Linked DNA regions of Mus musculus: regions 2, 3, 4, 5, 6 and 7 are each linked to region 1. Evidence: chromatin contacts called from public HiChIP or PLAC-seq, Micro-C and promoter capture Hi-C data. All regions are on one chromosome and are shown on one strand. The core of a region is the stretch at or near the end of the contact, and the rest is flanking DNA. Distances in the headings are between cores, read along the strand shown.

Region 1 (3,163 bases), core at 280-2,779:
GGGTGGCTATGAGGTTCTTATTAGAAACACTGACAGTTCCCATTTCTGCCTTTATATACCAAGAACACACAGGCACTCCAACACACACCAGACATGAGAACAGTAGAAAGCTGGGATGGAAGTACGTGCTTATAATTCCAGCATTGGAGAGGAGGAGGTAAGAGGGTTGGGAACTCACAGGCATCCTTGGGTCCAGGCCAGCCTGAGCTCCATGAGACCGTATCACAAGGGGGTAAAAAGATGGGTTAAAATACTTGCTGACTCAGCAAACTCATCTTGTGTCTATAGAGCTGTTGAAGAGCCTGGAGACTCAAAGTGAGATACCTGTTGGCTATACAGTCTCATATAGATTGATCCTAAAATACTTACTTCCCTTTATTAAAAAGGTCAGCATATACTCAGGGGACTTCTAAACTTTATGATGTAAACTGTTTTATGAAAAGTGGAAAGCAATATAATATTGTAATTCTCTACCTTCTCAATCCATGGGAGCCTCATGTCTAAGAAACAGCGGACATGCCAGGTATGGAGTATACAAGCCTGTAATCTCAGCATTAGAAGGGGTAAAACAGGAGGATTGTGAATTGCAAGCCAATCTGGCTATATCTTGAGACTGTGATTTAAACATGGAAAACGTAGGGCTGGAATACCGTTCAGTGACCTCAGAGCACTTGTGTAAATGAATGGACAAGTTTAAAGAGGAGCAGGGGCTGGAGTGGGCGTGGTGGTGGCTGTGTTTGCAAGAAAACATTATTTTAGAGACAAAAAAAAATGCTTTAGAAATAAGCCTTATCTGGCATTTTAAAACAAAGTAGACTGTCTGGTAGTGCAGGCAGAGACAGGCCGATCTCTGTAGGCTCCAGGCTATATTTCGAGTTCTAGAATACCTAGGGATACATAGTGAAGAGGGGGAGGAGGAGGTAGAGAAAGATAGGCTTAGAACTCCTTTCAGTGACAATCTGTATTGAATTAAAGAAACAGGACCTGTGCTGAGACCCATCCAGGGTTTGCAGGGGCTATCAAGGAGTGAGACATCTTCTCTGTCCACCCAGGAAGTGAGCCGTGAGTTGCAACAAGGTGAGGATTTCACTTCGGGATGGGAAAGGTTCCGAGAGGCACGGGGCTCGATCCTGAGGAGGCTCCCCAGTGGTTCATCCTCTCCCACCAACCCAGGGGCCGGCGAGAGGCGAGCCCAGGACTCCCCTCCGGAGCGGCTCAGATTTCAGCCTCCTCCCACAGCCTGCAGCCGTCCCGCAGCACTTACTGCCTAAAGGGTCCTGGGAGGCAGCAGCTGCTCCCACCCCTGCTGCCCGGCGCCAAGGAAAGCACTTGGAGACTGCCCGCAGCCGTCAGGCTCCCCAGGGCCTCCAGCTCTCGGTGCAGCTGCGCCCGCGGTCCCAGCTGCGCCGTCTCCTCAGCTGGGATCCGCACCAGCAGCATGGGCAGGACCCGCTCCATGGCCCCGGCACAGCCGGGGGAGGCAGCACTTCCGGGCCCTGGCTGGGCAGCCATCTTGGCCTGGGCGGTCCTTCCGGTAGAGGCGCCCGAATGCGTCACGGACCTGCGCAGTGATTCGGACCTTGTGACTCTCACGAGAGAGGCGGTCCTGCGCCCGGCATTTGCTCAGCTTGGGGTGGAGGCGGCTCTAAACGGAATCCTGCAAAAACCACGCCTGCCCCTCCCTGCTCAGCTCAATTCAATAATACGCCAGGGCCTTTCAGCTGCTTGTGCTGTCCTTGCTACCAAAGATTTCTAAGGCAGGTGCTTCTTACTCCATTGAAACCCTGTTGCTGGCTCCTCTTCACTTTTTGTGCTGCTCGGTTAACAGGCATCTGGTAGTGCGCTTTTCTTGGTAGCAAGTACTCTTTTAAAGTCTAGAACTAATAAAGAACCCTCTACCATTTTAAAAAAAAAAAAAAAAAGCAGGGCTTCACAACAGACCCCCTCCCCCCATCCCCGGCTTCGAGAAATCGGCCCCTCTACGGAGTGGTATGGAGTTTTGGAAAGCAACTATCTCCATCAGATGCCTGGGATCCCAGAGTTTGAAAAATCAATCTGACTCATTTCCCCCATCAGGAAGTTTTGAAGAGCAGTTTACCAAAAATAAAATAAAATAAAATAAAATAAATTCTACAAGCCCTTCCTCCTCCTGACTGCAAAAACTAATTTTCAGACCCTTCGAGATGAATTTTCTTGTACCCGTGGGTACCCAGTCTCAGGATTTGGGAGTGTAAACTTCTCAGACCAATAGATCTCCTTTTGAGGTCAAACAATCTATTCTTTGTGGTCCTCCACCAAGGACTCTGTTACAAACATGAAGGTTAACATGGAGATTGAAGTCAAACGATATCCTTTGTAACAGATGGATGCATACAGAGTAGAGATGGTGAAATAGTTCACCTTTCAATTTCTTCTGTTTTTCTCAGGAAAGTACAATCTGATACAGAAGAGAAGAGGTAGAGAGCTATTGAAAAGGCATTTGGTCAAGCTATTTATTTGATAAAGGTTCTCTAGTGGCCTTAGACACCTGATCCTCCTTCACCAGCTTTTCAGGTTCTAGGAATACAGGATTATGCCTCCATGCCTACTTAACAGTGTCTTTCTAACACAGCCACTTCTACAAACTGAACATTTTGACTTAATGGCAACCTGCTAACATGCCTTCCTGGCTCAGTCTAAAGTCTAAAGCCCCTCTCTATTCCAGTCACTCTCAAATCATAGTATTTATGACTAATTAACATTTTATGTCAATTCCTGACCAAACTCTATGTAAGCCTGGAAATAGCAGAGACCTGTGCACCACTGTTATCTTCCTGCCTGAATCCCAGCCTGGCTCATAAAAGGTACTTTAGTATTTCTTGATGAATGCAGGACTTCATTTGACAAAATGCTGCCATGTTCTTCTCTTTCTTTCTTTCTTTCTTTCTTTCTTTCTTTCTTTCTTTCTTTCTTTCTTTCTTTCTTTCTTTCTTTCTTTCTTTCTTTTAAATTTACTTTATTTATGAGTACACTGTAGCTGTCTTCAGACACACCAGAAAAGGGCATGGGATCTCATTAAAGGTGGTTGTGAGCCACCATGTGGTTGCTGGGAATTAAACTCAGGACCTCTGGAAGAGCATTGAGTGCCCTTAACCACTGAGCCATCTCTCCAGTCCCCATGTTA
Region 2 (3,163 bases), core at 382-2,881, 660 kb before region 1:
GTTCTAACTCGGATGCCACAGTCACATCTGAGCAACACTACAGTTAGAGAAGGTTTGCATATAACTATTACTTAAAATTTAGAGCCCAGGAGTTTATAAACATACTTTCTTTATTACAGTGTTCTTTCTTCATCCTGGAGTTTCTTTTAGCCAGCTTGTGTCTACTTCCCTCTATCCCATCCCCATCCAAAAAATTAAACACAAACCTGTTATGCAGCTGTGCCCGAGGGTTGGTGGGGGAGTGGAGGCGAACTAGCAGCACAGCCTGCAGCAGGTGGAAGGTGGCAGTTCCTGCACACACTCGATACACAGCGCCAGAGCCACTGAGAACTGGGCAGTCCGAGCTGCCAAACAGGTGGGCACATAGCACTGAGGGCATCTGGATCTGCAGGGAGTTGGTTGTGAGAAAAGTCAGGGCCAGCCACAATCTATGGACAGTCTCAACTTTTTACTGGTAGGTTGACTCCTTTGCTCCCTGTCCCAAATCTTAAAGGTTTTTTTTTTTCCCTCACATTGCAACCCTTGCCGACTTACCCCATGTGCTTTGCCCCAGACCCTTTCTACCACTGTCTTCGAAAGCAGGAGGCAGCAGATTGCTGAGGCTCCCACGTGGAGGAGGATGTAGAGCAGGCGGCTACACCTAGACTCTGTCAGAGAGTGGCAGCCACTGGTCCAAGAAACAGGTCCACAGCAGGATGCCTGGGGATAGAAGCAATGCAGAGTTTTTCAAAGGGTGTGGGGTTAACCAATGGTCAAATTCCCAAACCCTCCATCCTTCTGTCTGGTTATGAGCCTCTTAGGATTACCTTCCACAAAGCACTAGTAAGGTTTTCATTGCAAGAACTTTAAACTTTGGTGTATTCTTGAACCACTTAACTTTTTCCTAATGATCTATGGCTGGGAATGTGGAATGAGATGTTTACCTATTACCCAGGCAAAGAACCAGGTTTCTCATCCCAACTCCTAGCTTTTTAGCTATCTCTTCCCAAATGTCTCACCTGATTGAAGGGGGTTTCCACTACATTACTGACTCCACCGTGCTGCTGTGCAAGACCCTGGGTGGTGCTCCGGCCGGTGACAACTTTTGCACCCATCATTTTTGTTAGATGTAGATCCAGTATTGGAAAAACTGACGAGAAACAGCAGCTTCTCGGGATTTTCGCCCATTGGACAGTCGCTTTGCTGGCCTAATCATTCGTCTTAAGGCAGCATAGACATGTCATAAAATGAATACAGGTTACCAGGAAGTGGTAGATAGATGCAAATAGTCTTGTGAAGATGCCTTCGCCGGGCTTCCTATTCGGGATCATTCGGACTGTTATTCTGAGATTAGGAGCAGTTGGCCTATCAGGTCTAGGGATTAGGTTTTTTAATTGGTTTAGGATTAGCCACCTTGATTGGACAGAATTCCATGTGTGTGTCTCTATGTGTGAAAGGATTGCTCTTAGGAACAATGTGCCTTGGTGGTGTGGGTAGTGAACAGATAGTCGAAGGAGACTGCAGAAAACAAGCTGGAGAGGAAGTCAAAAGCGAACCTCTTTGCTAGCTGAAGCTTCTCAAGACAGGCACAAAGGTGTGGTCCACGCCTACCCCGCCCCTTATCTGGGCGGAAGCTGTGAGGGTTGCCGGAAGTTGTGAAGCGGCAGCCTATGCGGCGGCGCGGTGAGATCGAAATGGCGACCGAGGGAGACGTGGAGTTGGAGTTAGAGACCGAGACCAGCGGCCCGGAGCGGCCTCCCGAGAAGCCAAGGAAACATGACAGTGGTGCTGCTGACCTAGAGCGGGTTACTGACTATGCGGAGGAGAAGGAGATCCAGAGTTCGAATCTTGAAACGGTGAAGTTGGCTGGGAGCTTGTATGAGGGGTTGAGAGAGGGGCGGGAGAGAGGTGAGACTGACCGGTTTGCTGCTCACTGGGGCTCCGGGAAGGCTGATAGCAATGGTGGGATTTGGCAGTAGGGTGGGGCTAAGCGACAGCACCCACCCAGTCTGCTGTTTGCTTAAGAATTCGATAGAGATTGGGCCTAAATAGATCTCATGTGCACGAAATTAGGCGTAGTCCTTTGGTCCTGAGAACACTCGTAGTTGTGAATACCTGAAAACCACGTGGTTTTTATTTTTGGTATTGCGTTTTAGATCAGAAAATTTGCGTGGCACGGTGGTAGATAACTTGACTCGTGTTTTCTACAGGCTATGTCCGTCATTGGAGACAGACGGTCCAGGGAACAAAAGGCCAAACAAGAGCGGTAAGTTTAAAGCACACCACCAGCACTACCGGTAGGTCCTCGTTCTCCAGGGGAAAAAAAAGTTTACGTCTTTAACCAATTTCTACAGATCTAGGGATTACAACTTTGTTAGTGGAAGGAAAGATTCCAGGATACCTTACTGTAAAACCTCCAGGGGAAAGAGTTGGCGCGTTTATTTGCTATTTTCAGTAAACCTTGTTCCACCCATTTTCAGTGAGTAGCTGGGAGTGTTCCTTCTGGGAGTTTATAGCAGAGGCAGAGAATGAAAAGAAATGTATAAATATTTACAGGGAGAAGGAACTGGCGAAGGTCACTATCAAGAAGGAAGATCTGGAGTTGATAGTGAGTATTAATTTTTTAATGGATTCACAAGAGAAGTGCTACCTAATTTGGGCTCCTGAAACAAGTGGAGAAGAGGCTTTGGTGACGTGATTTTCCCTTTTGCAGATGACGGAAATGGAGATCTCTCGAGCAGCAGCAGAAAGGAGCTTGAGGGAACACATGGGCAATGTGGTGGAGGCTCTTATTGCCCTAACCAACTGATAATGTGCTTTTTTAGACATTCTGGACTGACTGACTGACTGAAATAAAGTGTTCTGTTTTGCTGTTTTTTTTTTTTCTTCAGTTTCATCTCAGATCAAATGCATTATATATTCTATTTTATTGTCAGTTTCTATGTTGGACCTTGATGAAACTGTGTGAACAATCAGTATAAAGAAGTACCTAATGTTCAAATGCAGGCTCTTATATTGTGTGTGTGATTCCTCTACTGCCATAGTGTTTCTAATAACTACCACATGGGAAACAAATTTAAGTGCCCTTTTCTACCAAGCCATCTTGCCAGCTCTAAGCAGCAGATACTAAGTGGTATGTTAGTATCACTCACCTGACTAGCTCTTTCTTGGCAATGTAGAGTAC
Region 3 (3,163 bases), core at 418-2,917, 650 kb after region 1:
CTTTAATATTTCTCTTAGTTTCCCATCTCCCTGTCTGCACACTCACTACTCTGGAAACCTCATATGGATGGGAATCAAGTGTAGGTCCAGACAGTAGCAGCCACAGGGCTCACTTGACATTCAGCGGACAAGATGGAGAATAACCATCTGAGGAAAGAATGACTGGGCTGGCGAGATGGGTCAGCAGGTAAAGATGCCTGCCTGGTTCTAAGCCCGATGGTCTGGGATCCATCTGTTGGAGGACAGAATTGACTTTGGGAAGTTGACCTCTAACTTCCACCTGTGCCTCATGACACACATGTACACGTGCACACATGCACACTAAATAAGTAAATAAAATATTATAGAAAGAAAAAGGGGAATGCCAATGGAGTAACTTCTCAGTCTTAATGTCTGATGGGCAAGACACTGATGGAAAGAAGGGACTTCAGTGGGGTAATAGAACGATACATAGATGCCCCAGCGTGTGGGAACTATTCAGGACACGGCTTCCAACTCGATTCTCCAGCCATAGACCTCCAAACACCCTGCAAACAGACTGCCCTTGATTCATTCACAGGAACCAGGACTTCTTAATGAGGATGGAGAGGAAGGAGAGATGAAGAATAGTACGAATTGCTTTGGAAATATGTGTGTAGAGTTTTGCTTTTGTCAAAACTTTGGGCTACAATTGTTGGCACTTAGAGGGTGGAAATCAGGGTTATGTTCAGTACTATACAACAATTAACTGTCCTGAGGCCTGAACATTTTTTTCTGGTGCCCCGCCCCTTGCCTCAACTCTCAAGTATGTGAAACATTTTATTGATAAAATAAATTCAGTTTTAGTTTAGAGTATGGCAGACATTAAGGATTATTTTTACATAGTCTTAATACGCTGTTTCCAGCAATAGCTTTATCAGTAAATACAGATCACATTTGGTTTTGTTTCCAAGTTCTTTACCAGACTTACCTGTTGCTGCACAAAGTCACGGAAAATTACTAGGGAGGCAGTGTTGCAGGTGCAGGTGCCAGCAAGTGCCACCAGGCTTACCATCAAACCCGTAGTCCCTGTTTGCGACCAAGCAATTTTTCTATAGATCCTTCAGAGTGAAGACAGTTTGAAAGAAGTGACTCAAAAACTATTAAAATGCATATAATCAAACAAGTGCGAAAGAAACTTAGTTATGCTTAAAAAAAAAGTTGGTGGCATTTGCGTGTTCTTTGAGGTTTTTTTTTTTTTTTTTTTTTTTTAAGTTGAGGCCTTAGCAACTTTTAGGAACTGTATTTGTTTTAACACATGAAGCCGCGGTCTCTGGCTTGTGCCTTCAAACAGTCAGTCCTTAGAAGGGGCAGAACAGTGACTTGTCAGGCACCAAAAGAACAACTCCTAGGAGCCAGCAGGTTCCAGGGGAAGGTGCCGCGCGGTTCTGAGTAGAGGTGGCCTTGTCTGCACCCCAGGCGTAAGAAAAGCGTCTAGGCTGCGTGGGGACAGTCGCAGGACATGGGGAGCAAGGATCACCCATACCACCCATGCCTCCGGTGTCCGTGCCTGCTCCAAGGTGCGCATTCCCCTCCGGGTTTGTTGTTGGGTAGCGCCCTGGCGGCCTTTCCTCCTCCGGAGGTTGGGGGTGTGGGGGTGGTGGCTGTCCCCGCCCCTGGCCTTTGCCTCCCCGCCCCGGCGGCCAGGCGGGGCTATGCGAGGCCAGCGCTCCAGCGCCACAGTAGTTTCTGCTGCGCCAGCGCTGGGGCCCACGGTGTCGCTCAGCCCGGTAAGACGCACCCCACGACGCTGTTACCCTCCTATAGCCGCTCGCTGTCGCCCACCTCGGTTCTGTCTCCGCGCTCCCGGCCGCCCTTCTTCTTTTCCAACCCCTGACAGACTCCCCTTTGGTCTGGGACTCGGTGGACTTCAATGCTTTCTCCTTAGTGGCCCAGCCTCAGCGATGCAGAGAGGATGGCCCTGGCACCCTCTCCACCCACACAGCTTGGACGTGTGGTCTCGGTGCGTGGGAATTTCAGAAACGTTAGTTCCACTTGTTGTCTGTCACTCAGCACCTTGCCCTGCCTGCCGGGTGGGTTGAGACTGGCATTGATCTGGGGAGGTACCCAGGGCGCTGGGGGTGGGAGGTGGTCAGCGGAGAAGCACAGGCCAGGCTGATTGGCAATTAGTACAAGGGAGAAAAGGCTCTTTGGTGAAACTTTTCACCTTACTTTTACTTACTTCTCCGAGAGCCACCCCAGCTTCTAGGGCTCACAGACTGAAGCTGAGTCAGAGAGTTTGCACAGGCTGTAAACCTCTCCTCTGTAAACACAGCTTTCTGATCCTTTTTTTTTTTTTTTAAAACCTGCAGCTACCTCTGACAGTTCTGAGTTTGGGGGAAAACTAAGGACTCTTTCTTAGAAGATTTCCCTTTTTGCTTTAAACTTTATTATTTTATTTCATGTGTATAGTTAGTTCGTTTGCATGTATGCCTAATGCCCTGGAACTGGGGTTATAAGCTTTCATCTGGGTGCTGGGAACTGAACTCAATTCCTCTGGAAGTAAGCCCTCCGTAAGAGCTCTTAACCACTGAGCCATCTATCTCTCAAGAGACTTTTAAAAACATAAAATTTAAGGCAGGCTATGATGAAAGAAAACAGCCACTAAAGTATTTAAAAGAATGCCATATAAATTTAAAAAGCAAATAACTATTATAATTTTGAATAGCTCAGAATATAGAATTCAAGATATAGGCACTACCTGTAAACACATTTCTAAAACATCATAAATACTGCTAATATTGCTGTGGCCAGCTGCCTACACAGTCCTTGAAGAGAATGTTAAATTTCAAGTAGACATCAGTGGAAGGTGAAGATTTTTTTTTTCTTTCATTCAGATGAATGGACCTCAATTTAGATAGATACCCTGTTAGCAGAAAGGGTGTTGATTACTTGTTAGGCAACTTAGCTTCTTGGGTTTAACACTTTCTTGAACTACCACTATGTCCTCTATCCCCAGCTTCTTTGGGCATCTGCTTTTCCTAAGGAAGAGAATGAGAAAAGCCCGGCACTCCTCCCCCAAGCCTAATGCCTTCTCACAGGTGAAAAGCATCCCTACTGAACTTGATGCAGAGGGATGCGGTAGGTAAAACGCCCCCCCCCCCCAACCTTGTCTGATACTGGCCTTTACATCCCTAAATCTGGT
Region 4 (3,163 bases), core at 483-2,982, 620 kb after region 1:
AACTCCTTGTTTATTTAGGTGATTTTGTTACAGTAAGTTAAAATGTTAAAAATAATAAAATTCCTAACAAGAATTCTCCTTATAGCAAAACAAATCATAAAGACAAGGTAGGACATAACAGTTTATTTCATCCATTAAATTTAAATAACCAGTATTTAAAATTTAATGAAATGTACTTAGTACTGGCCAAGAGATAGAAGGAGCCAATGAAAACTCATAGGATATGGCTCTATTCCAAAGGGCACCACAACACCATTAGTACATGAAACTTATAACCAAGCAAGGGTGCCAGGTGTTTCATCATGTTTACCATGTTGTATAACTCAGACTTTGGAATATACAGTTTGGAATTAGGGCTAGGGCATCAATAGTTCACCAATTAGCAAATTTATCGAGAATTATTTTGGTACTCTATGCATAAGAGTTTCTATTTGTCATTTTTAATTCAAAAGAAGAAAACATAAAATAATGAATGCAAGGAGGAGCTCAGTGCTAAATGGCAGGAGGATGTTTGTTGTTGTGAAATGTCTTCACTGTGACTGCTGAATGAAAGGGAGGAAATAATGAGATAATGAATGGTGTCCACAGTAAAGGTGTGTTTGAGTGTGCTGGCTCGTGTCTGCTGGAGGACCAAGAATTCAAGGCCATCCCTAATTACATATTGAGTCTAAGGCCAGATTAGGCTACAGGACACCTCACCTTGTGAAACAAAACAATAAAAAAGATATTATCCTAGAGCACTTAAAAGATGAATAGGCCTTTGAAAAAGATACTCTAGTTTGAAACAGGAACAAGCACAATGGACAGCGTACAATGCCCAGATTGCACAAGATGTTTGAAGAGTAATAAATTGTTTTCCTATTTGTATGACAACACTAATTATTACACATTCTATAGTTCAGCAACCTCACAGGGTTGAGTTCCATTACAAAAGCTTTAGGGGAGGAATTGGTTACCAATTTTTCTGGAGGTCACCCACCATCCAGAATAATGACTCCCTTCCTCTGTCTTCAAACCCATCAGTGTTTGTTTAATCATCCTTTGTAATCAAATCTTTTTTCAGACAGCCCCACCCCATCAGTTTTACAGACTGTTACCTTGGGTCCTTGGAGTACCCTTCCTATTTTAAGGTTATGTTAACTAGTAGCTTTTATTCGTTGCCATGCCCTCTAATATATTTAGAAGTCTCAAGGATTAGTCTGTGGACATTCTACCGTGGAGAGTTGAGAAGTTACCCTTGAAAAGTGGCTAAAGTGAAACTGAACATAAGATGGTGACAATAGGGAGCCAGTGCATTCCAGGGGCATGGCATTATTTGTTTATTTATATTAGTTTTTTTTTTTTTTTTTGAGATAGCTTTGGCTACAATATGGAAAACTGAACAGGTAACCTGAGGAGCAACTAGAGATGCTACTAGAGGTCAGAGTTTACAAAAGGGTCGAGAATCCTTACATTTGCTGTGGAGCTGAGTCTGTCCAAGTCTACATACTTTCCTTTAGAACTCATGATATCATCTTACAGGAGCCCAGCATGTGCTTTTGGTAATTTGACTTAATTTGTCCAAATGATGCTCCAAGAAAGCCTTTACGTCATTTCCAAGCACTGGAAGAGATCCTCAGCAACGCTCAAGCTCAGAGTTCGTATTGACTCACTTAGCGGCCCGAGTTATAAACTGGACACAACACTGGGGACATTCACACGGTTATGGCGACATCCGGTCCTCTAACCTCTCTTCCGGGTTCCGCCGGCCACCCTCTGTGAAACCGAACCCGCACGCGCACGGCTGCGCCTAGGGCGCTGACACGGGGGGGGCGGGGGGGGGCGGGCGTTCCGGACTTGCAGTAACGTTCTGCGTCGGAAAGCGAGGTTTTCCGCTTTCGTCACTTCCGTGTGCCTCGGCGGCTTTCGTCCGGATGGACTCTGGAACGCGTTAGGTTTCTTTGCCTGTGACTTCTCCACAGCACTCGCCTCACGCAGCGCCCAGTGCGGGGATATGAGTGTTCCTGAGCCACCGCCTCCAGACGGGGTCCTTACGGGGCCTTCCGACAGCCTGGAGGCCGGCGAGCCCACGCCGGGTACGGCTGTTTTGCGGGGCGACTGCCCACAGGGGCCGGGTTCGAGTGGGTGGGACTCCAGCGCAGGCGACCCTCCTGCCTAGAGCATCCTGGCCAGGCAACCCTGGTCCCGCGAGGAAACGCACTGTTGGGTGCGGTTTGTGTTAAAGGTTTGCGTTTGTGTTGCTTTTCAACTGTTTGTCACAGGGTTAGTGGTTGGCGATCAGTCTGCCAGAGAGAAGGTAGATTTTTAGGAAACTGTACAATAGTGTCTACTCATGAAATACTCTGACCTCCTAGGTGACATTACTTCATCCGAGACTCCAGCAGCCGTCCGCACATTTCCAGAAGAAATTTAAGCATTGATGCCCGAAGGCGTCCGTTGGACGAAGCAGTTAATTTGCTATATAGGCAGATGGGCACTGTTTATACCATCGTTTTTGTGAGATTGAAAACACCACTCAAATCATTTTCTGTGAGCATTGGTTCATATGAGAGAAGCTAGATGGAGCTTCTAAAAATAATCTCTGCGTTTCAGAAATAGGAAGCTACAAATAACCCAGCATTTCCTGGCAGTGCTTTTCTTTAATGACATATCCCTTTCATGACTTGTTCAGTCACATTAGTAATACTCTGTAGTACCTACTTGGAACCTGGGCCTCTCTCTTTCTCCCTTCCCCTCCCTTCTCCCCCTCTTTCTCTCTTTCTGCACATAACGAATGGGTGGTATGCATATAAATAAAAGCAGATGTCAGAGAGTAGGGCAGAGATAGGGATAGGTGCTAGCTGCAGGTTCAACTCAGGACTTATTTCATGTTAAACAAGTGCTCTACTACAGAGCTAGATCCCTAGCCTCAGCTGTCTGATCTTCTTGATAATGGTGTGAGCTTACTCTCCCATGAAACTGAATTTGCACTCTTGGATTCAGTTCCCTCTGTTTCATGTAGAGGATTCCGCAGGGCATTAGCATCTATCTCCCCTCAGCAGTGTAAAGCTACCACCGCTAGTCTCTCATTCTCACAGCATGGTGTGTCCATTGTTGTAACTTTACTGCCCCAACACAAGCTCCAGGCATGAATCCTTAGAATCCTAAAATGGCTTCTTGCCAC
Region 5 (3,163 bases), core at 394-2,893, 580 kb after region 1:
AGTAACTCTTCCTCAGCGTTCGCCATTCACAGACTTGTTCTGCTCATCAATCTCTCAACGAGTCAGGATAACAACTACTTAAATACAGCATCAAATTTGTATTTTGTAGTCAAAATGATTTCCAAAGGCTTTAAAGTACAGAAGGACATATATGTAGGTTATATGCAAATAACTGCTTCGCTTTACGTAAGGGATCTTTACATAAGGCGTCACTGGATGAGGCAACCTGAGATTCAGGTTCTAGAGAGGACTCCTGGAAGCAACCCACCTTGGATATCAAAGGACGACTATAAACTAATGCGACAGTAAAAATAAGGTCTAAAGCAAGAACCTTAGAGTGAGAAATTATCTGAAATCAGTTAAAAAAGGAGAAAAAAAAAAACCCTAGCTTCTGCAGCTGCCGGGGAGACCTCTAGCAAACTGTAGATACTCCTTTTAATAATGAACTTTTAATTAGTTGGCTGTATAGAGTTTTGTAAAGCCCTTGGCTATAAGCTCAAAAGGAAGCGGCATAAATAAGCATCAAATAACCAAAATGTAGACAGAGAGGAAAGTCTGGTACTGTGGATGGCTCTCTCTTTTCCCAATAAGATTCCTCATAATCTAATCCCTTCAGAACTTCTGTGTGAGAAAACAGAATGGTGTTCAGTAACATCCCTTAGTACTATAAAATTCTGATTCTAATCCATGTCAGAATTATTTTAGACGTTGAAAGATAAACCTGGCATTTTATCAGAATCTGTAAAAGGAGAAGTTACATGATATACAGTCAAGATAACACCCTAAACCCTACAGTAAAAGGCACTGTTTATGGGAGTTACAAGATATACCTGCAAGCTCTCAGTGGGCGCTCACGGGAACCGCACTTTGGAATCCCGTGTCCCTTTCCTATGGACCCACGAAAGTCTAGATACTCAGCAAACTTCCTGAAAACAAAGTTTCCACCTCAACTCCGGCGTAGCTAACAGCTGGACAAAGTCAAAGGCAAGCGAGTCGGCGACACAACTCACCTACAAGCTCTCCGATCATGAAAAGCAAGTAGAGGACGGCAGCGATGGTCAGCCTGGTCTTCACCTTCCTCTGCTTCAGCAACTCGCGTCGCTTGCTGCAGTTGTCACAGGGGTCCATTTTCAAACTCAGCTGACTGTTGGTTAAAGGTAAGTCCTGGTCCAATAAGGAGTCATCGTCGGCCTGGAGGGCCGGGTGCGCCCCGTTCACAGGCCTTTCCGGGGCTTCCGAGTCATCGTCGGCCACCACGACTCGAAGTTTATTAAAGCGCGAAAGCCCCTCGTCGCTCACCTCGTCCGAGAAGTCGAAGGCGCTGGTGTCATTTAAGAACAGCGGCGTGTCGTCTTTCCTCAGCAGGGATTTGAGGCGCTTCCACGCGCCGGGGCCGGCCATGGCAGCGGAGGGGCGGCCGGCGACTCCGCCTTCACCGGCGCTCGGGCTCCTCAGGGCAGCGCGGCGCGTCCCTGCCCATCGTGAGGAGAACGAGACCCCGCTCCTGTCGCCGCGCCCCGGCCGCGCGCCAGCTCCGGACTCGGCGGTGCTCGGCTACCTGCGGGCCGACGCCGCCGCGCATCCCCGCCCGGAGCTCGCGCTACTGCGACCCGGGCCAGGGACCGAGGCCGAGCCCCAGCCACTGCACCCGCCCGCCCCGTGCCGCTGGGAGGCCGGCCGCGGGGTCTGACAGGCCCGGCCTCCTCCGGCCCCTGAACGAGGCGGCGCGTGCGCCCGCGAGGCGCGAGGGGAGGGGTCGGCGCGGGCACGCAGGCCGCCGCTTGGGGGCGCGCCGAGGGGGCGTGGTCGCGCGTCGCCCCCTGCCCCCGCCCTCCCGGCCCCGCCTCTCGGGCTCTGAGGTCTTGTGCGCTCTGAGCCCCCGGGTGTGCCGCGGGAAGGTCCCCCCGGAGCTGGGTGTCACTGCTCTGAATTCCCTCCACTGGAGATGGGTCTCGGGAATCTCAGGTCCGATCTTGGTTATGGATGGTCCGTGGAAAATGTCCTTTAGTGCTTTCTTACCAAGTGGGAATCCTGGTAGCTTTTCTTCTACCCAATCGGCAAAAAATTGCCGATTATCTTGGTCAAAAGGCTAGGACAAGACTAGGATGGTCAGTAGTTCTATGGCTTGCTTTAAAGTTTCCTGTTTCTCAGCAAATATGTGTCTTCCTTCTGTGTTCACTGCTACGCTCCTTGGGCACAATTGTGTGAGCTTACTTTCCCTATGTTTCATCACATTCTCAAATGTCCTCAAGAAGCAAGATTAAAGGCAACACTGTTGGTAGAATTCATTTTAAAGTGTAAATCCTTGGCTTCCACCTTTCTTTCCTTTTGAGATCCTTAGGATCTAATCCAGGGGCTCATGCAAGTTAGACACGGGGCTACACCTGCATCTTGCCTGTGGTGTCCTGCAAGCTCCTACTTCCCCAGGGTTTACAAAGACAATATTTTAAAAAGTTTTTATATCTTACCAAAATTTCAGGTCACAAAAATACAATGAAAAAAATCACACGAGGCAATTTTAACGATTCTGTTGACACCTTAGAATCCGGTGCGAAAAGAAAGCCCTGGCTACTTCTGTATTCCAGAGTGATCCCTCAGTCCTAAGTTTTCCCCCAGAGCTGCAGTCATGAAAGCAAATTAGACCCTCCATGGTCCCGAGATCAGGAAGGGAAGGCTATTGCCTAGAATTTCATCAATCAGGACACGATGGTAATAGCCAAAGGGAGACAGCTTACGAGCCATTACATTCCTCGGCTCCAAATATCTTAGGAGTAGATTGTTCTGTTGTTTTTAATGTCCCATTTAACTGCCTACAATGTTTCAGGAGTGTCATCGGAGTCTCTTAAATGCAGCCTCAAGGTAGGAGGGATGTGAATGTTTCAAGAATAGTTGAAATAAAAGGATGGGTTGTTTGGGGACATTTCCAGCGCGCTGTGCTGAGGAGGACTGCCTTTGTGCGTTCTGTTCTTTCACTCGTGTCTCACTGGATTCTCGAGAAAGTGATGAGACGACAAAGCCATATTTTAAGCTCTGTCCATAAATTCTGTGATGACCCCACTCTTCAGGAGGTAAATTCCCTTACCTTTGCTTGTGGACAGCACTTAGTAATGGCCTATGACCTGTAATGAACAGTCTGTGGCAGAAGTGACTGTGACTTACAGAC
Region 6 (3,163 bases), core at 442-2,941, 550 kb after region 1:
TAGGTGGCCTGGGACTTGCTGTATAGATCAGGCTGATATGGAACTCACAGTGATCAGCCTGCCTCTGAAGAGCCCCTGACCTCAGTGCTGAGGTGAAAGGTAAGTGCTACTACATCCAACTATTTAATCTCCCATTCTGCCAAAACATGTCCCACTACAGAATCTGCTATAAATCAATGTTTATCATTTATCAGGGATTCATTGACATTCCTTAGCAGAATTCATTAAGTGAGACATCTTGGTGTCATTTTACTGTGTTCTGTTTATTGAACAGAACCTTCTCCATGGGGATTTCTGATGTAGTCATTTTGTTTTACTGGCTTATATCCTGTACTATGTCTTTATCAGAAAGTCACTTTACTTTGCTCTGTTAAAAGCATTAAGATCCTCTTGCTTTCCCTAGCATTAATTGATGCCAAGATGGATTGGTACCAGGGGGCCTGTTTCCCGGGGCACAGTTACAAGAGTAGATGGTGCCTAGCCAGGGAAACACAGAACCTCCACAGATCCACAGTCTTTGCACAGCTAATGGAGCAGCTGTGGGCTGCGAGTGTGAGTAATAGAAGGGATGGATACTAGCGGTTATTAACCATGTGGTTGGTGCCGGCCACACTACATATTCCCTTGGGTAGTGTTCAGCAGCTGCTGTGCAAATGCTGGAAACTGAGGTAGCCCAAGTTACCACAGAGCCTGATCCAAGGTCTAGGCAGCCATAGCTGCTGCTCTTGCTCTCTTGCTCGACCCTTCCTTTTTTCTTTCTCTCTCTCTCTCTCTCTCTCTCTCTCTCTCTCTCTCTCTCTCTCTCTCTCTCTCTCTCTCTCTCTTTCTCTCTGTCTCTCTCCCTCCCTCCCTCCTTCCCCCCTCCCTTCCTCCCTCCCTCCCCCCCTCTCTCTTTCTTTCTTTCTTTTTTCTTTTTTTTACATTTATGTATTTATTTCTGGGTCGGGGCACCCATGCACATGCTGCGGTGTACTTGTGGAGGGTGGATGGGTATCAGAGAACATCTTAGAAGAGTCTGTGTCTCCTTCCACCAGGTAGGTTTTGGGAGTGAATGGAGGTGCTCAGGTTTGGTGGCCTTTATCTGCTTTATGCCTTTATCCGCGGAGCCACCTCCCCAGGCTCCTTCCCTCTGATATTCATGCACTGTGTCTCTTTTCTTTCTGGCTGTGCCTTTCTCATTATTATTAATTGCTTTCAAAATTTAAGCTAGATGAAATGCAAGGGCACTGTTTTCTCCAAAGGTGGGATGTCTGAGTGCCTGAGGATGCCCATAAAGAGCAGAAGGTGATCTGGGAGCTGCAGGTCCCCCTTGTTGTTTTTTGTCTGTTTTGGTTTTTTGGTGGCTGTGAGAATGAGCAGGGCAGCCGTGGATGCAGAAGGCTCCACACTAACTCGTAGCTAGTTGTGCACTAACTTGTAGCTAGTTGTGCACTAACTCGTAGCTAGTTGTGCCTAATGGAAAGTCTCAGCCATCTGCTCCTGCTTCCTGGGAAATTTCCCCAGGAAGGGCTGAATTTTACAAGCTGTGCTAGTTACTTTCCTACTGCGGAACACAGCTGCTGAAAGAAGGGCGGGCGGGCTTACCTGGGCTTAGCATTTTAGAGTTCAAGATGGCAGGGTAAAGGCAGCAGGCAGCAGGAGCTGGAAGCTGAGAGCTGGGGGCCCACATCTTGAACCACAAACAGGAAACAGAGGGAGCAAATTTTGAAACCTCAAAGCCCAACACCAGTGATGTACTTCTTCCAGAAAGGCCACACCCTCTACATCTTCCCAAACAGCACAACCCACCGAGAACCAAGTATTCAAACACCTCACAGGCTGAGCATTGGAGGGAAGCACAGGGCTTTGGAGGGCACTGCAGGAACCAGGCGAGGCAAGGGCTCCCCATAAGAGCTCAGAGAAGTGAGGTGAGAGGAGAAGCAGGAAAGGGTATAGGCGCAGAACCAGTGTGGTGTCAGGAGCCAAGTCCCCAGAGGCAGAGTGGGCAGATCGATCCTTTTGGGACTTGGGGAGCAAGCCTGAGAAGGCTCTGGAGGTGCTGATATGGAAGGCCACAGACGGCAAAGCAGCTGAGCAGCGGTGTGTGTCTGTGCGTGCTGTCCTGTGTGGTAGGGAGAGAATGGGCAGTTACCCTTTGGGAGAAGTGACTTAAGAAGCAGCTAACACAAGTGTATACAGTGGGGGCTGACTTGAGATATTGCTCTCTCTCTCTTCCTCTCTCTCTCCCTTTCTCTCTCTCTGTGTGTGTCTGTTTCTCTGTGTGTGTGTGTGTTTGTTTTATATTGTCTTGATGTTTGAATCATAGGAGACTTCAATAAAGAAAACAAAAATCTACTCAAAGAACTCTAAGGGCTTTGTCAGTTGGAAGGGCATTGGAGACCTCATGGGGATATTTTGAATAAACCGAGGCAGATAAATTAGGATTAAAAGGGGTTACAGGGGAAGAAGGGTGGAATCCAGAGACGAACTCAGGGCACGTGGCTTGCTTTGTTCTTTGAGCTTACACATGGGAGAAAAAAGAGGCTAGATCCTATAGTAATATTGAATTTTAATTAAGTTTAGTTTAACAGCAGAAGTAGCCATCACACCAGGCCACAGAGTCCTGGAGCATGCTGGTTACTCCCATGAGCTGGCGTCAGGGAGAGAATCCCATGCTTGTCTACAATCTGGATTCATTGACTTATCGCTCGTTGAGCAAAGATGGAGTCGCTGGGCTGAAATATTGATCTTGTTCTTAAGGTGCTTGTAGCCAAATGGACTCTGCATAGGCTATGGATAAGCTTGGTGTTGAAGTCTGCCAAGAAATAGGAGGAAGGATCCAGTGTGACTGAGAAGTGGAGCAGTTTAGGTGAATAGATAAGTGGGCATGGGTGGAGGTCTGAGGTAACCTAGCAAACATGAGGTGCATAGATGGGGGGATGGGGTGCAGGTGTTGGTGAGGGGAGAAAGAGGAGACAACTGGATGGGGCGTGGCGACCACCCAGTGCAGGAGACTAGACTAACAGAGCTCCCAGAACTCACATTCTGTCTGTCACACGTGATGTGACAGAGATATCTCTAGTCAGTGCTCACCCCAGAGAACAGCTATTTTCAGGCTATGACTCTGGGTGTGGGTGTATTGAACTGAGAGATTGCTTAAGAATTTTAGGTCCTTCTACCTATG
Region 7 (3,163 bases), core at 453-2,952, 510 kb after region 1:
AACTGTAGCTCCACGGGATCCAATGCCTCTGGACTTCATGTGCACCTACATAATCTCTCTCTCTCATCATACACACTATTTTTTAATGGAAAAATATAATTTGCTATTGCTTATTATAACCTGAATAGCGTGTGGTACTTTGTTAGAATAGCTTGACAATATTATAAGAATACATACTAAAAAAAAAAAAAAAAAAAATACATACTGTGTGAACCCTGAGGAAAATCTAGCGGAAGCTTCGGTTGCAAATGTCCGGTCCGCCAAGGGCCCTCGGCCTTCATTTGTTGGTTCTGGACTCCCTCTAGTGGTGCACACGTTTGTTGCTTTAAATAGTGCTCATAAAATTGCCAAATTTGGAGTCCTGTAACCAACAAAAGGACCACAGAACTGTTATTATGTTTTTCTTTTCAAGGTTTTCTTTTTCTTTCTTTCTTTCTTTCTTTCTTTCTTTCTTTCTTTCTTTCTTTCTTTCTTTCTTTCTTTCTTTCTTTCTTTCTTTCTTTCTTTCTTTCTTTCTTTCTCTCTCTCTCTCTCTCTCTCTCTCTCTCTCTCTCTCTCTCTTTCTTTCTTTCTTTCTTTCTTTCTTTCGATACCTTTCTCCATTCTGTAGTTTAGGCTTGCCTAGACCTCACTAAGTAGCCCAGGTAGAACTATAAATTGTTCTAATCCTTATTTAGTCTCCCAAATGTTGTGATATAGGTATGAACCATCACAGCAAGCTTAGAATGGTTTCCTGCAAGATTGTAAGTATGATGAATTCAGATGTATGGATGACTGAAACAATACAATGAAAATGGTCTGACTCAGAGGAGCAGGATGGGTTAAGGCTGCCTGGGAAAGATAATCTATAGTTTTACTGAGAATGTGTGAATGAGTTGAGGGCCCAGAAACACAATCCCTTCCTGATATTTGTGACACAAGGAGGGGAGTGGCTGTTTTAGTGGGGATGCTGTATATTTCTTGGCCAAGGTCAGAGAACTTTATAGTTTGGCCCTGAACGGGATCAGCCTCTTTATGCAACACGAAAAAACATGTACTGTCCTCCACACCATATCCCCACTAACTTAGCCTCTACCCCTGTTTTAAATCAGTGCTGAAATCTGAAAGGTTAAGTTCACTCTAATTGCCTCAGTGGGCATCAGTTATGACTCTCAGCTGTACCTTTCATGCGACCATGGTCAAAATATGCAGAGAAAAACCTCTTAAGATCACCCTATTAAACTTCCGTTTCCTGGTCAGTTCTTTACCACAGCTATCCACACGCACGCTAGCTTTCACACACATCCCTTTACATATTGAAGATGGTTATTATGTCTTATTATTAATGTCTTCTTTCCCATTTCTAGACGCTCCAAGTCTTTGGAACGAGGATAAAAGATCTTTCATAAGATGCGAGTATCATGATTAATTTGGCGGGTATTTTATTTACACCTTGTTTATATCTGTAAGCACGTTACACCTTGTCAGCAGTTTGGGTTTTCTTTTTTTCCTTAAGAAATCTTTTTACTTCACAAAATGAAAACTCTTATGGCCTAATGGAGCAGCCGTATGTCTGTCAGATGCCAGCGGAGACCTTTTCATTGAGGCTCTTGGACCGACTACCGGGCGTCTGATGTTTATGGAGAGCCAGGCTTTTCTCACTTTCCCAGAAGTCCTTTCGACCGTCAATCAGAGGCTTGTTCCTTCTTGGCGCATGCGCGCCGCCTGCATCCGGCAGCCGGGTGGATTGCTGCCGGGCTTTCCCCGGCGTGGTTCCCCGAGTCATGGCTCCGGACTCGGGGCCCTTCCCCGACGGACAACTTTTGAAGCTGCTGCCGGTGGATCCCCGGGACCGGGACACCCAGCGCTGCCGCCTGGGGCCGGCCGCCTTCCGCAGCTTGGGTGCGCGCCTGGGCTCGCCGCTGAGGATCTCGTTGCCCGCCGGCGGCTGCTGCCTCTGCACGGCCTGGCCGCGGCGCGACAGGGTGGATGGCTTTGTGCAGCTGGACCCGCAGTGCGCTAGCCCCGGGGCCCGGGTGGCCACGGGGAGGATAGGTATGGACTGCTTGCAACCCGTGCCCTGTCCGCCCCTGCGGCGCCTAGAGGTGTGGCCGGTGCTGCGGCCCCAGGCGGGAGCCCCGAGTTCCGCCGCGGTGCTGGAGGTAGTGCACGAGCTGCTGCGCAACCGGCCTGTGTCTCGGGGACACGTGGTGACCACCCCGCCGGGTGTCCCCGGCCCTGTCGCAGCTCTGCACGTGATGGGCGGGACACCGGACCCAGAGCCCGGCGGGTGGGTCACACCGCATACCCGCATCACGCTCAGTGACAAGCCTCCGCCACAGGTCGAGCCTCCCGGGGAGGTGACCCTTGGGGGTCTGTCGGAGACCGCCGACTCCCTACGGGAGCTGCTCCGCCTGCCGCTGCGCTACCCGCTCGCCCTAGCCGCGCTGGGGCTGGCTGTGCCCCGCGGGGTGCTCCTGGCGGGCCCCCCGGGAGTGGGCAAGACCCAGTTAGTGCGGGCCGTGGCGCGCGAGACTGGCGCCGAGCTGCTGGCGGTGAGCGCCCCGGCGTTGCAGGGCTCCCGGCCCGGGGAGACCGAGGAGAACGTGCGGCGCATCTTCCAACGAGCCCAGGAGCTGGCCAGCCGCGGACCCAGCCTCCTCTTCCTGGACGAAGTGGATGCCCTGTGTCCCCGGAGAGGCGGCCCGCACCGAGCTCCCGAGAGCCGAGTGGTGGCCCAGGTGTTGACGCTGCTGGACGGCATCCACAGGGACAGGGAGTTTGTGGTTGTGGGAGCCACCAACCGGCCAGACGAGTTAGACCCAGCGCTTCGCAGGCCGGGCAGGTTTGACAGAGAGGTAAAGTTCCTGAAAGCTCGCCTTTTTGGAATGTTGGGTCAGGCAGGAGTTGTAGATCACTTGTCACATGCAAGCTAGAACCTGGGTTCAAATCGTTCTGGGAAGCAGGATGGTCATTTGCTTTGTTGAAGTAACTAATCCTGATGCATGCATATTAAACTGAAATAGCCTTTGGAATGAGAACTTAGTCACAGTAAGAGAAGGCAGGGAAGGTGAATAAAAACAGGCATAAGCCCTTAAATGTATTCAAATGTCAGGATACCAGCTTCCTGTTCTACGTTGTCAGGGCTGGCTTTTTTAGCGTCTTTGGTACTCAAGTGATTTTT

The links. Promoter capture Hi-C pulls out the DNA fragments that hold promoters and counts their contacts. Hi-C and Micro-C count contacts between places; a contact is called where the count stands out from the background. HiChIP or PLAC-seq counts read pairs in DNA pulled down with a chosen protein or histone mark. Capture Hi-C pulls out chosen DNA fragments and counts their contacts.
Region 2: a promoter capture Hi-C map of pancreatic islet shows a contact between it and region 1. The contact joins the promoter of Hypk here to the promoter of Spg11 in region 1. A contact is called at or near these places in 1 of 39 promoter capture datasets (erythroid cells), 2 of 115 datasets of contacts at active chromatin or transcription factors (bone marrow-derived macrophages and pancreatic cancer cells) and 3 of 9 other capture datasets (adipose tissue, liver and pancreatic islet).
Region 3: a contact with region 1 is called in a promoter capture Hi-C map of hematopoietic stem and progenitor cells, with 2.4 times the contacts expected there. The contact joins the promoter of Sqor here to the promoter of Spg11 in region 1. A contact is called at or near these places in 3 of 39 promoter capture datasets (hematopoietic stem and progenitor cells and liver), 5 of 115 datasets of contacts at active chromatin or transcription factors (astrocytes, bone marrow-derived dendritic cells, embryonic stem cells and 2 more) and 1 of 9 other capture datasets (adipose tissue).
Region 4: a contact with region 1 is called in an H3K4me3 HiChIP or PLAC-seq map of embryonic forebrain, with 7 times the contacts expected there. The contact joins the promoter of Bloc1s6os here to the promoter of Spg11 in region 1. A contact is called at or near these places in 5 of 39 promoter capture datasets (3T3-L1-derived adipocytes, the HPC-7 cell line, embryonic stem cells and 2 more), 2 of 484 Hi-C or Micro-C datasets (CD4 T cells and olfactory sensory neurons), 5 of 115 datasets of contacts at active chromatin or transcription factors (the NIH/3T3 cell line, double positive thymocytes, embryonic forebrain and 2 more) and 3 of 9 other capture datasets (adipose tissue, liver and pancreatic islet).
Region 5: an H3K4me3 HiChIP or PLAC-seq map of pro-B cells shows a contact between it and region 1, with 4 times the contacts expected there. The contact joins the promoter of Slc30a4 here to the promoter of Spg11 in region 1. A contact is called at or near these places in 1 of 484 Hi-C or Micro-C datasets (uterus) and 4 of 115 datasets of contacts at active chromatin or transcription factors (bone marrow-derived macrophages, forebrain, pancreatic cancer cells and 1 more).
Region 6: an H3K4me3 HiChIP or PLAC-seq map of pro-B cells shows a contact between it and region 1, with 4 times the contacts expected there. The contact joins the enhancer-like site here to the promoter of Spg11 in region 1. A contact is called at or near these places in 1 of 39 promoter capture datasets (pre-B cells) and 7 of 115 datasets of contacts at active chromatin or transcription factors (double positive thymocytes, embryonic forebrain, embryonic stem cells and 3 more).
Region 7: a contact with region 1 is called in a Micro-C map of embryonic stem cells, with 5 times the contacts expected there. The contact joins the promoter of Spata5l1 here to the promoter of Spg11 in region 1. A contact is called at or near these places in 7 of 39 promoter capture datasets (cranial neural crest, frontonasal cranial neural crest, liver and 3 more), 6 of 484 Hi-C or Micro-C datasets (cerebellum, cerebral cortex, cortical neurons and 3 more) and 14 of 115 datasets of contacts at active chromatin or transcription factors (SST interneurons, astrocytes, cardiomyocytes and 8 more).

The regions. Positions count from the first base shown.
Region 1 is chr2:122,116,857-122,120,019 of GRCm38.p6, forward strand. It overlaps Spg11 (SPG11, spatacsin vesicle trafficking associated), which reads right to left and starts at 1,530. Exons shown (of 40, transcript NM_145531.2): 1 at 1,265-1,530. The coding sequence starts at 1,512.
Region 2 is chr2:121,455,457-121,458,619 of GRCm38.p6, forward strand. It overlaps Hypk (huntingtin interacting protein K), which reads left to right and starts at 1,632. Exons shown (of 4, transcript NM_026318.3): 1 at 1,632-1,835; 2 at 2,190-2,245; 3 at 2,536-2,587; 4 at 2,693-2,984. The coding sequence starts at 1,650. The coding sequence ends at 2,788. It overlaps Serinc4 (serine incorporator 4), which reads right to left and starts at 1,308. Exons shown (of 12, transcript NM_001025371.2): 1 at 999-1,308; 2 at 535-699; 3 at 207-385. The coding sequence starts at 1,097.
Region 3 is chr2:122,763,692-122,766,854 of GRCm38.p6, forward strand. Sqor (sulfide quinone oxidoreductase) reads left to right here and starts at 1,668. Exons shown (of 10, transcript NM_001162503.1): 1 at 1,668-1,748.
Region 4 is chr2:122,736,630-122,739,792 of GRCm38.p6, forward strand. It overlaps Bloc1s6os (biogenesis of lysosomal organelles complex-1, subunit 6, pallidin, opposite strand), which reads right to left and starts at 1,733. Exons shown (of 2, transcript NR_156706.1): 1 at 1,453-1,733. It overlaps Bloc1s6 (biogenesis of lysosomal organelles complex-1, subunit 6, pallidin), which reads left to right and starts at 1,876. Exons shown (of 5, transcript NM_019788.3): 1 at 1,876-2,075. The coding sequence starts at 1,994.
Region 5 is chr2:122,701,020-122,704,182 of GRCm38.p6, forward strand. It overlaps Slc30a4 (solute carrier family 30 (zinc transporter), member 4), which reads right to left and starts at 1,644. Exons shown (of 7, transcript NM_011774.3): 1 at 1,011-1,644. The coding sequence starts at 1,401. It overlaps 4930417H01Rik (a long non-coding RNA gene), which reads left to right and starts at 1,620. Exons shown (of 5, transcript XR_866691.3): 1 at 1,620-1,965.
Region 6 is chr2:122,671,345-122,674,507 of GRCm38.p6, forward strand. No RefSeq gene overlaps it. Among named protein-coding and RNA genes, the nearest start is that of 4930417H01Rik, 30 kb to the right of the region's middle. Within about 2 kb of position 1,692, at least 49 of the 459 cell types and tissues checked have an H3K27ac peak or open chromatin away from gene starts, as enhancers often do. A contact at or near this core is called in pro-B cells, where this site is marked.
Region 7 is chr2:122,628,923-122,632,085 of GRCm38.p6, forward strand. Spata5l1 (spermatogenesis associated 5-like 1) reads left to right here and starts at 1,703. Exons shown (of 3, transcript NM_001033256.4): 1 at 1,703-2,837. The coding sequence starts at 1,764.